Linked DNA regions of Bos taurus: all the other regions are linked to region 1. The links are chromatin contacts, called in public Hi-C maps. All regions are on one chromosome and are shown on one strand. Each heading gives the region's core, a stretch centred on a gene start, on an enhancer-like site or on the middle of the called end of the contact. The rest is flanking DNA. Distances are from core to core; before and after follow the strand shown. Region 1 overlaps LOC132344121 (a long non-coding RNA gene). Region 2 overlaps IRF2BP2 (interferon regulatory factor 2 binding protein 2). Region 3 has its middle 100 kb from the start of IRF2BP2.

Region 1 (3,641 bases), core at 800-3,299:
AATATGCACAATTTCTGTTGTGTTTTTTTTTTTTCCTTTCTAAGCATGTATATGTGTGTGTGTGTGTTTTCGAATGGTAGAAAATATTTTCCAGATACACTGCCCGGGCATTTCCAAGCATGTATTTATGCCAAGTTTATAAAAAGCAGCTGCAGACAGGGTTGACCGAAAGGATTGCTCTGCTGTCTGGCTTTCAGAAGGTGCTTGGGTCCTAGCTCTGTCATCAGGACACATTCTTACCTCCTAAAACTCTCTCACCTGTGTCCTGCTCCCGAAAGAAGACAAACCTCTTTGGGGGCCCCGTGCCCCAAAGGGACACGGGGCCCCTACTCTCCTAGGCATTCACATCACGCTTTTGTTTTGCAAGGTCCTATAGTGACCTGCGCTTTATCACTTTTAGTCATTTGAAATCCCCACGCAGACACAGAAAGGAAAATGTTCCGAGGTGCATTTCATAAATATATGGACGGCCTGCTTGGAGGGGCAGAACGATGGGGGGCTCATCGGCGTCAGTTTCTGAATTGTTCAGAGCAGACTGTGGAACTGTGTGGCTGAGCCTGTATCAAACTGTCTGCATCTTCTCACATGGACCTGAGACTCTCCAGTCCCCTCCCCTTGGCCCTCAGTGGGTGAAGCCCCCGGCTGCCCAGTGAGAAGCTCCAGCCTCCCCTGCGCCCTGGAGGAGCCTCTCCCTGGAACACCCTGAGCCACTGTCTGCCTGACCCACATCCAGACACTCACTGGCCTGAGGCAGGCCTTATGAGGCACGCCTTAATGAGGATGACCATAACCTGCACCCTCGCTCTCCCGGGGGGTGACTAATTCATTAATCCTGGGAAGGCCCTTTGCAGAGGACAGGCAGGGTATTACTCATGGGACTGAAGGCAGGCACCTGACCCAGTCTGGGCCTGAGTCAGCAGAGAGACCTCCCACCTGCAGGCAGGCTGGGCAAGCTGGCTGGGCTCCCTGCTCAAGGTCAGGGTTGGCCAAGGGGAGGGGTGTGGCCAGCACGCCTCCATGGAGTTTGGGAACCATGTCTCATGGGCGTTTGCATGGTTGAATAAGCCTTCAAATGACTCTGCCAAGAGGCCAGCACACCTTGAGAATATCAGTCAAGACAGGATTTCCTGGTCATTGTTAGGGGAAAATGCTTTTCTCAGAGCGAATTCCTCCCAAGAAATGTTGTTTTCGTCTCCCCTGAGGGGGAAGCGAGCTGAGGCAGCAGCGCCTGGCAGCCTGGGGGACCTGAGATAGGTGGGCAGAGGTGGGGACAGCTATGTTTTCTCTCCTCCAGCTCTTGGTCCTCTCTGTCTGCGCCCTACTCACATCTCACAGGAAGAGGAAATGGCAGCCAGAACTGGGAAGCAAGGGTCAAAATCAGTGCACGAGGGCGAGGGTCGCTCAGGACTGCACCCCGCCTACCCTTGACCCAGTGGAGGGGGTTCTGACACAGCGGCAGCTCAGAAGCCAGGAACAGAAAGCCTTTGAGTGGCCAAGTTGACGCCAAGATTCCACTGCCGAGAGCCCGTTTCCTGCACTCTGCACATTCTTCCCCCGCCCCGTTCCCCCTTCCAGCACCTTCTTCCAGTGACCCTGCTCCACGCTGCCTCTGTGCATGCAGCCCTAGTTTCTTTTTCCTTCTAGAACACAAGTCATGCGACCAGAAGGATTGCAGGCACTTCTGCTTTCTCTTTTAGGCCCCCAGGTCCTTATAAGTCTTTCATGGCCCTTGCCACTTCCCTAGATTGCCTGAAACTCTAGAGGGCCACCCCGCCACCATACACAGAATGATAAAGATGCAAAAACAGGATGGACAGAGGGGACCCTGAGGGCAGAAAAGGAGGCAGTGGGGCTACTCATCTTTGCAGGCAGCCAGGGACGGACAGGGCGGACTGGGTTGGGGGCAGAGCAGCAGGAACAGGCTATGAAATGATTTTGTTCTGTTCTGTTTGGAAGGAGGTGGGTGGAAATGACAGTTTGGAGAGGATTAGAATGAGGGAAAACGGTTGCAGGGGAGGAAGCCTCTTTTCTCCAGTTCTAACAGTGCCATCAAGTGGCTGCGCGAGCAGGCGCAGGGCAGAGGCGCAGGGTAGAGCCTCTGGACAGCCCCCGCGAGCCCTGTGGAGAGAGGAGCTGCGGGACTTTCAAAGGGCGCCCAGCTGAGGACCGGGGGCCGGCCTCCAGCCTCGTAGCCAAACCCCTTTCCCTAGAATGGTTTGCAAGGACAGGGCCAAGAGATCTCCCCAAGTGCACCCTTAAAAACCCGTGGAGGGACTTCCCTGGTGGTCCAGTGGCTAAGACTCTGCAGTCCCACTGCAGGGGTCTCGGCTTCAATCCCTGGTCAGGGAATGAGATCCCACATACTCCAACTAAAGATTCCACATGCCATAGGAAGATCAGAGATCCAGTATGCTGCGATGCCACCAAATAATAAATAAACAGAGAAAATATAAATGGTGTTTCCCGAAGGACAAATAAGATGAGCTTCTTTTTAAAAAATAAAATAATCCACATGGATAGGGGCGACCAAGCTTACCAGGTTCCTGCTTCATTTAGCTTCTGCCTACACACACACCGGCGTCATCTGGAGGTGTTATCCCACGAGAGGCACCAAAGCACATTTGCAACCGGAAAAGCGGTCAGTGGCCAGAGCAAGCCTATCTGGGCCATCAGACCCTCGTCCATGTTCAAGGGAGAAGGATGCTGAGCAAGACGAGGCAAGGTGAGCACACCTAGGGAAACCTAATCAGACTAAACTTCCAGCTCAGGGCACAAATCTCCTGGCATTTCACTTAACTGTAGTTGCTTTCTTTTTTTTTTTCTTTTTCAACCCTGTAAATCAAAATCAATTTGGCTTAGAACTCCACAAATTGCTTTCTTTCCAAAGAGAGGCATTTTACTAAAATAGGAGACTTTGCCAGCCGTTGTGTGTTTGGTACCTGGGATCAAGGAGCAAGTGGAATTTCGTAAGAACGTTCCCCCAGGAGTCTGGGCTCTTGATGCTCATCACACCCTGACGCTGAGCTGCTGTGAACCTCCGAGGCGCTAGCTTCTGTGCTCAGCTGCATCCGGCTCTTGTGACCCCATAGACTGTAACCCGCCAGGCTCCTCTGTCCATGGGATTCTCCAGGCATGAATACTGGAGTGGGTTGCCATGCTCTCTTCCAGGGGGTCTTCCCCACTCGGGGATCGAACCCAGCTCTCCTGCATTGCAGGCAGATTCTTCACCGTCTGAGCCTGTTCTATGAAAACAGGAGATACAGTTAGATCCACAGTTTTCAAAACTCACTCCTCAGCACTAACAGAAGGAGATCAATTTGGTGGGACTTTGGTTACCATCTCCTTTACCAGAACAACTCGGCCTCTGTCCATTTTTTTCATCGTTGGCTGCTAGGCAAGATCTTACAGACAAGCAAAAGTTAGGAGAATTCAGCACCACTAAATCAACTTTACAACAAATGCTAAAGGAACTTCTCTAAGCAGGAAACACAAGAGAAGGAAAAAAAAAAAAACTACACAAAATAAACCAAAACATTTAAGGAAATGGTAATAGGATCCTACATATTGATAATTACCTTAAATGTAAAAGGATTAAATGCACAAAAGACAGAATGACTGGGCAGATGAAAACATGTGCCTGG
Region 2 (3,641 bases), core at 364-2,863, 440 kb before region 1:
TTCACCATTAAATTGAGTATAAATGATTCTGTTAATGGTAAATTGGGATAGTGTGGCTATCCCTAATTATGGTCTTATCTGAGGATTAATAAGAGAAATCCACAGATAATCCATAAATCCAGTCATTGTTTATCTTCCAACTTCTTAAGTAATTTACCAATTGATTTTTTGTGTATTTTTGTGCCTTTTAAATGCCTGTGTGGGGTTCCTAACATTTGAGGAAAATGCAGGCTATTAACAGAAACTGCAGCAAAAGATCTAGACAGTTGACAATCTGAGAAGTTACACCCGTTTTTATTGAATTGTAACCAGTTGTAATCAGTACTATTGCTGTCAGAGGCCTAAGCAGTGGCACTGAAGGAGTTAAACAACGTCCCCACTCCCACCTCACCACCCCCCACCCCCATTTCTAGAACCCCAGATGATGAAGTAGGCAAATCTGTATTCCATTCATTGTGCCTCTGCCCTTGGTCTGTGACAGAGGAAAGGCGTGTCCTCACCGTTCCCTATGAAGAAAAGGCAAGCAAATAAGGGTGACTCAGTACTTCCAGTGGCCTACACACGACTGAACATTTTTCTGAATGATTCCACGTATACACTTTGGAATCAGGAAGAGAAACATTCTAGTCTTCACTAACCAAATAAAACCATCTATAAATCATACGTAAAACAAGTTTGAGTAACGGGGGGACTTAAAAAGTCTAGGAATTAAAAGGAGCTCCATGTTTTCCCTTCAATTTTTTCCCAGCTTTGGGGAATAAACAAAGACATCTGCCACATCAAGGGGTCAGATTGGTGTTTTTTTAAAAAAACTGGAAACAATGCAATCATCACAGTTTACTTTGGGAGGCGCTTTTCAAATTATAAAAATGACTTCTGCAAGCTGCACTATTTTCAGTTTCACTGAAAATAAAATTTAGCACCTTTAAGAAGACTAATAGTTTAGCAGTTCTTTTAAGCTTATTAAATGGAACATCACAGTGTGTATTATAATCTAGAAATAACTTATTAAGGATACTGTTTCTTTAAAATGCCCTTAAATAGGCTAATTAAAAATTCATTAAAATGCATGGACTCCTGAAGTTACTGGGCCACCTCTAACTATGCATTAACTGTTGCTGTTTAATTTAAAACATATAGTAAGTCTATGTGTACCTGATCTTAAACACTGTAGTAAGTTTCACAAGTTCCTTTTGTAGAGAAGTCTGCCAAGCCATTAATCAATACGAGTAAAAGCTGCAAACATCTAGGAAATTTCTTACTATGTGATAGTAGACAGGAGTTTGTTAAAAATATCTTTATCTCGGTGCTTTCCACCTTTTATCTCCATTTATAAATTTAAGTTTCAGAGCATCACACATGGCTTTGGCTCGTGACTTTATTCTAAAGCTTTCCAAAAGGTAGGCTTTTTTCTTTCTCTTTTGTCTGCAGTGAATTTTCTCTGGCCCAACATCGCTGTTTTCTTCCACTGCTTTCCAGTGAGCAACTCCGTGTCTTGACAGTCTTTTCAATGTCATCACTATCTTCTCTTTCCAATCTACTATTGCAGAATGGCAGGCTGAACTGCAAGTTGAAAAGTAAATAAGTGCTCTTCTGGCTGTACTTTGTTCAGCTCTTCTCTTTATCTGCTTCCCTATCCAGTTGCCCTTTCCCCAGTCCCTAGCACTTTCTTCCGCCTTCCATCAGTTGCCTTTTTGTTCCATGTCTTTTATCTCCTCCCTTTCTCCTGCTGGTTCAGTCAAACCCCAACCCCAAACCCACACATCCTCTGGTCACATTGCCACTGGTGATTAAAACAAGAGCCACTCTAAGCTTAAACAATTAAAAAAGGCCTCAGAAAATGTTCAGTGCTCCCAATTTTATTTTTATTTAATGCTAAAAGTTAAAGAAAAAAAAAAGTACTGTAAATCTGACAAATGACAGAATGCAGGTGATATTTCCATAGCGTGATTTTAAAATAATGTTGATATCTGAGATTACACTCACTTTAGTTGACATGAGTTTCATCATATATAGAAAAAGTATCACCTTCAACTTAAAAAAAAAAGTAAAGGTTAAAAGGTGGCACACTTTTAAAATACTTGGTGGCCAAGGAAAGGTATCTAGTAATAAAGTTGTAAACCATGTGTACGTTCTTATAACTTTTAATGTGAGGCCACATGAAAGACAGTACATCTGTTAAATTCTATAAATTGTTAAAGCAAAAAAGGGGAAAGCTTCAACACCCCATCCCCTAATATTCTGAGTATTAAAAGCACAGCTGAAATATTAGGATTTGAAATCTGATACTGCCCATGTACAGTAAGTAGCTTTCTGACATCTTTATCCAGCTGTGGAGAATCTCTGCACTGTCCTCAGTACAACAAAGAATCAAACCCATGTCCCAGTGCTAACTTTTTAACTTCAGAAAATGCCAGAGAAATAACCCAGACCAACACTTTTCCAGCTGCAAGCCTTCTATAAGGCCACCCAAGGGCCAGTCGGACTCTTATTTTTTAATAGGAGTAAACTCAACATGCAGCCCTTTAAAGCTGTTTAAATTCTCCCTCTTGAACACCAGCACAGAGAAACCATAGGTTGTCTTTTCCACAGCTGGAGAGACTTATTCAAAACAGCAGGATGGTTCTTTATTAATCTTTTGGAAAGCTTATCTGTATAAAGATTGCAAAACATACAGATAGCTACCACAAATTAGGTCAAATGACTGATCAACTTGTAACGTCTATGAGGTCAAACTCCAGTTTATAGTAAAGTGCCTAGATACACATTTATACAACAGACCATAATAAATTGAATTCTTTACAAATGTCTTTATGGGCATGTAAAATCGACTGTGTTTCTGCATGTGTGCATTTACATAAGAGAAACCAGTCTGATCTGAGTCATAGATATTCCAATTTTTAAAAAAAAGTGTAACAACAAACTGGTTAATCATGCAAGTCTGTTTGTAATATAACAATGACCGGTAACATGAATTTGCACAGCATTAATAATAGGTGCACTCATTAAAAACACCATGAAAAAAATACTGTATTTGGTGCAGTATCTGATTTTCAAGTGTTAATAACTCGACCATTAAAAAATATTTGAGCAATTTAAAAAAGAAAGACAAAAACACAACTGAAAAAGTTAATCCAAAGTGGGTAACAATCTGTATTTTCAAAGTAAAAGCTCGGTTGTGAACCATACACACAAGTTGTAGACCTCGAAGCCATGATTCAGCCTAATTATAGGGCCAAGTTACAAACACCTGAACATAAAAGGATTTAAAGTAGTGTAGTGTTCCTGTCAATGTTAAATCATAACAGCACAAAAGAAAAACCAGTATCACTGTGAGACAACTATTTCTAATAACTGATGATTTATTGGTTTAAAAAAATCATTTTACTGATGCAAAATAGTGATCAAAAGAAATTAGTTTACAAAAGGCTTCTAAAAATAGTTTGAGAGGTGGGGCCTGTCTATCATGTAAAACTGTTTCTTTAATTTTTGCTAGTTTATCATTTTTGTCCAGAAGAACAGTATTATTCACTTGGTATTTCAAACGCACGTGAGAAAGAAATGACAGGTTTCCTCCACCACATCTGGGCTGTCACCGATGTGCCCACGGGCGGTCCTGGCAGCACCTCCACTGTTACTGT
Region 3 (3,641 bases), core at 484-2,983, 330 kb before region 1:
GAAAGGCAGTTGGAGAGGTATGGTTCCCTGGAGGACAGCCCTCGATAAACCTACCCAGGGACCGAAGTTTCCCTGTCTGTAATCCACTGGACCCCAGGTTAGTGCCCACCTCCTTGACAGTCAGCGAGAGAACCCTCACTTCATTTGGGAAGGAAAAGGATGACTTTCTGAAATCCCAGAGCCTTCTATCCCTGTGATGACAGTCACCCAGCTGGAGGATTGTTTTTCCTTACAGAAATGTGATTGGCCCGAATCTAGAGGGTCCATATTCCCCAGGCTTTCTTCGCTGAATCAAATGCAAAGGGCTGAAGAAGGCAAAAGCTACATGTCGGCCTTGAAACAAACAAAGAAGCAAACCCCAAGACATCCTAGTTGGATCTGAACTTGAATTCACCTAGTAGAAGGTGAATTGCTATTTTAGGTAGTCCTTGAGACACCACCAACAATCCAGAAATGAATTTGCACTGAGATTCCTCCTTAAAGATTTCATTAAAAGTGAAAATTAAAAAAAAAAAAGATGGTGAACATCCAACGAAGCCTGCAGATGTGCCGAAGGAGGACAGAGGAGTCCAGCCCCAGCTCCTCATACCAATAGATCTGATTCTGCCTATTTAATCATCAGGAGAGGGGGAACCCTCTCCTCTGCAAAAGCCAGCCTGTCCTCAAGCATTCCTGCCCCACCCACAGGTGGGGGAGCCTCCCTGCAGACCCAGGATGCCGGTCGAGTGTCCGGTGGTAGGAAGTTGTCTGCACCCTGCCCCTGTGTGGCCATAATGAGCCCATTTCAATTGAAATGAGATCAATACTACTCATTTTTTTCTTGCTGGCTCCCGAGTGATTCATGAATCTGAAAACTAGTTCATGAATCAGAGTGGGGGGGGGGGGCAGGGCGGGGGCGGGGGAACACTTGTGCAGTCAGCGAACCTCGATTCCTTTCATGAACCCAGACAGTTGCATAACGCTTGCCTGCCTGCTGGTTGAAACCAGCCTTTTCGGAAGCAGCTTTTGGCTTCTACTTGTTCACCTCTTCTCTTTCTTGAAAGGGAAAGAATGACCCTCGGTGCTGCTTGTGTGTGTGTCTGTTTGTCTCGGGGGGTATCTCCATACCCTTTGTCTGTGTAGCCCAGTGGGTGTGTGTGCCTGTGGGTGTGCGCATGCAATAGTCTTTGTGTGCACATCGTGTGTTTGTGCGTGTGTGTGTGTGTGAACCAGTAACGTATGACTAGCCGCGGGCCCTTTAAACCTGAATGGCAGCCAAGTTCATTTCTCAGCGGTGCTTGGTAAGGAAGCACGAGATGGGGCAGTTGGAAACCACAGCCCTGCAAGTGCTGATTACAGCCTGCGAAGGAAAATGAGATTTTTATCTCACAGGAATTCAGTTATAAAAATAAAATACAACGTCTGGCTTGATTCAGCGAAATGGACAAGCGCCGGGGCGTGTGTGCATTTCACAGAGATGCCGGACAAGAAGCATGACCTCAAACAGTGCGCTTCGAGCAAGTCAGAGGAGGTTGGGGGGGCGGCTACAGGAAGGAAGTGGGAGTGGAGGTGTGTGTGTGTGTGAGAGATGGAGGGAGAGAGGGGGGTGGGAGGAGAGAGAGAGAAAAACCACCCTGCTGGCAAATGAGTGCAGCGAGGATGATGTCATTGGAAACAGTTGGAGGAGAGGGAAGAAAAACAACTCAGAGCTGGGCTAATCCTGTTTGCTGCCCTGAAGGGAATGGAAGGCAGCCAAGGCAGGGAGTTCTGGGAAACCATATAAGGGTGCCAAGCAGGCTTTGCCGCCAACATTAGGAACTGACAGCTTTGTTCTTTGTAACTTGGCTGCCCGCCAGAGGCCTCATTTCAGCTCTGCAGCATGATTACCCTGGACGGCCGCCAGCCCTGCGCTGAGAGCTCCTTTTCTTCTCCCCGAGCTTTTTTTTTTTTTTTTCCCTCTTTCCCTTTGCCAAACATGCAGCAGTTACCATGGCAGTCGAAAGTAAAGTTTAAAAAAAACACAACAAAGTAGGGAGGCACGCCTTCACCCAGATGTGCCAAGAAGCAGAGAGAAAAGGCAGTTAACCTAGTCGTCGGGCCTCTGACTGCAGGAGAGAACACGGAGGCTGACTGTCAAGCCCCGGGGAGGTGACTCCAGGATAAACAGAGGACCTGGCCTGGCTGTTGACAGAGAGGGGCTGGCTCCCAGGCCCTGTTTGCCTTCTCTTTCTCTCTCTCTTTTCCTGAGGCATTGTGGAGTGCGTCATGTGAAACGGAAAATGTCATGATTTCCACTGGGAATGTGTCCACGGTTCTGAGAAAGCTCCAGAAACCCCGGTCCACCAGGCACTAAAGGGAGCAGGAAGGCGGGGAGAGGGTGTGGACCGTCGCAGTGGTCCCCAGTCACTGAGGCAAACCCAGTGAGGGTAGGTGGCCAGCGGCCACGGCTGAGGGGCTCTGCTGGTGGCTGTGCTGGGCGCCGGAGTGTTGCAGGGGAGGGCACTGGGGGATTTGGTGCAGTTGAGACCCCAGCCCCCAGAGTCCCAGAGGGAACCCAAAAGCCACGGCCGGTCCTTTGTGCCACTTGGAGGAGACCCACGGTTTTGCTTTACAAGGGGACTCTGTGATGAGTCCGGTGTCGCTATTTTTAACCAGGTTCAGTTCCCACCTGCTTGGAAAGTGGAACATCTCCTGGGAGGTGACACATCGTGACCATCGGCAAGTCTCCAGGCAGAGAGCTGCCAGGTTACATACAAGTGGGACTTGGTTGCCAGCCACCACCCCCCGCCCTGCCCAGAGCAAAATCTGACATCCCCACCCCCGATGCTGGGAAGGGCCTCTTCTGGTTCTAGAAGTTTCTGCCACAAGGACCAACTTGGCCGTTTCCTGGCTCCTTTATTTGGAAGAAGGCAAGGCCACAGCAGGGGCTGCTCTCACATGCCTGCGGAGGCCTCACTGTGAAACAGCTGACCATTTCCTTCCGACGCCCACCCCACCCCATCCCCAGGCCCTCTGAAAGGGGCATTCACTTTCAGGAGCACACGTGACCACCTCCTCGGTCCAGGGATGAAAGCAAAGGTGTCTGGGAGGACACAGCCCAAGGTTGGGTGGGGAGAAGCTCCAGGAGGGTCCCACTGTCCCTATTCCTTGCCTCCTGCTTTTACCAAGGCCAGGCTGTCTTTCTCCGGCAGCCACATAAGGCTCCCTGGGAGGTTGGGAGCTTTGTCTTTTGGCAGGAATTCCCGAGGCAGGGTGACTCGGGCTCCTTAGAGGGCACTTACCCTCACCCATCCCTGTGGGCAGAAGCCCCACACCTGGCTGCCACCCTGGCCCCCAGCCCCCACGTACCCTGGCTGCCACCCCTGAGGAGGACACGGCCAAGGGAGAGCTAGAGTGGGGGCTGCGGGGGTGGGGGGGGGCTCCTGTCTAAACAGCCCCCATGAGCTCGGGCTTCAAGAGGACAGCAGAACCCAGGAGCACAGGAGCTGGAGGCCTGCAAGAGACACATTTTCACTTCCAGTTGGGGACAGAGCAAAGGAAAGCTGATTGGGGGCCAGTTTCTTACAAATTGGAAAAGGAAGGGGCCGCATGGATTTGAGAGCTGAATCTCAAATTCTGTGCTGTCCCCTGTCCTTAACTGGTGACTTAGAACTAGGGCCACT

The links. Hi-C and Micro-C count contacts between places; a contact is called where the count stands out from the background.
Region 2: a Hi-C map of liver shows a contact between it and region 1, with 2.8 times the contacts expected there. The contact joins two enhancer-like sites. A contact is called at or near these places in 2 of 11 Hi-C or Micro-C datasets (liver and skeletal muscle).
Region 3: a contact with region 1 is called in a Hi-C map of skeletal muscle, with 4 times the contacts expected there. The contact joins two enhancer-like sites. A contact is called at or near these places in 2 of 11 Hi-C or Micro-C datasets (liver and skeletal muscle).

The regions. Positions count from the first base shown.
Region 1 is chr28:7,839,597-7,843,237 of ARS-UCD2.0, forward strand. It overlaps LOC132344121 (a long non-coding RNA gene), which reads left to right. Exons shown (of 3, transcript XR_009493236.1): 2 at 2,557-2,722. Among named protein-coding and RNA genes, the nearest start is that of MIR2402, 4.8 kb to the left of the region's middle. Within about 2 kb of position 2,050, at least 61 of the 102 cell types and tissues checked have an H3K27ac peak or open chromatin away from gene starts, as enhancers often do. A contact at or near this core is called in liver and skeletal muscle, where this site is marked.
Region 2 is chr28:7,396,283-7,399,923 of ARS-UCD2.0, forward strand. It overlaps IRF2BP2 (interferon regulatory factor 2 binding protein 2), which reads right to left. Exons shown (of 2, transcript XM_024986931.2): 2 at 1,844-3,641. Among named protein-coding and RNA genes, the nearest start is that of IRF2BP2, 6.0 kb to the right of the region's middle. Within about 2 kb of position 1,614, at least 24 of the 102 cell types and tissues checked have an H3K27ac peak or open chromatin away from gene starts, as enhancers often do. A contact at or near this core is called in liver, where this site is marked.
Region 3 is chr28:7,505,173-7,508,813 of ARS-UCD2.0, forward strand. No RefSeq gene overlaps it. Among named protein-coding and RNA genes, the nearest start is that of IRF2BP2, 100 kb to the left of the region's middle. Within about 2 kb of position 1,734, at least 93 of the 102 cell types and tissues checked have an H3K27ac peak or open chromatin away from gene starts, as enhancers often do. A contact at or near this core is called in liver and skeletal muscle, where this site is marked.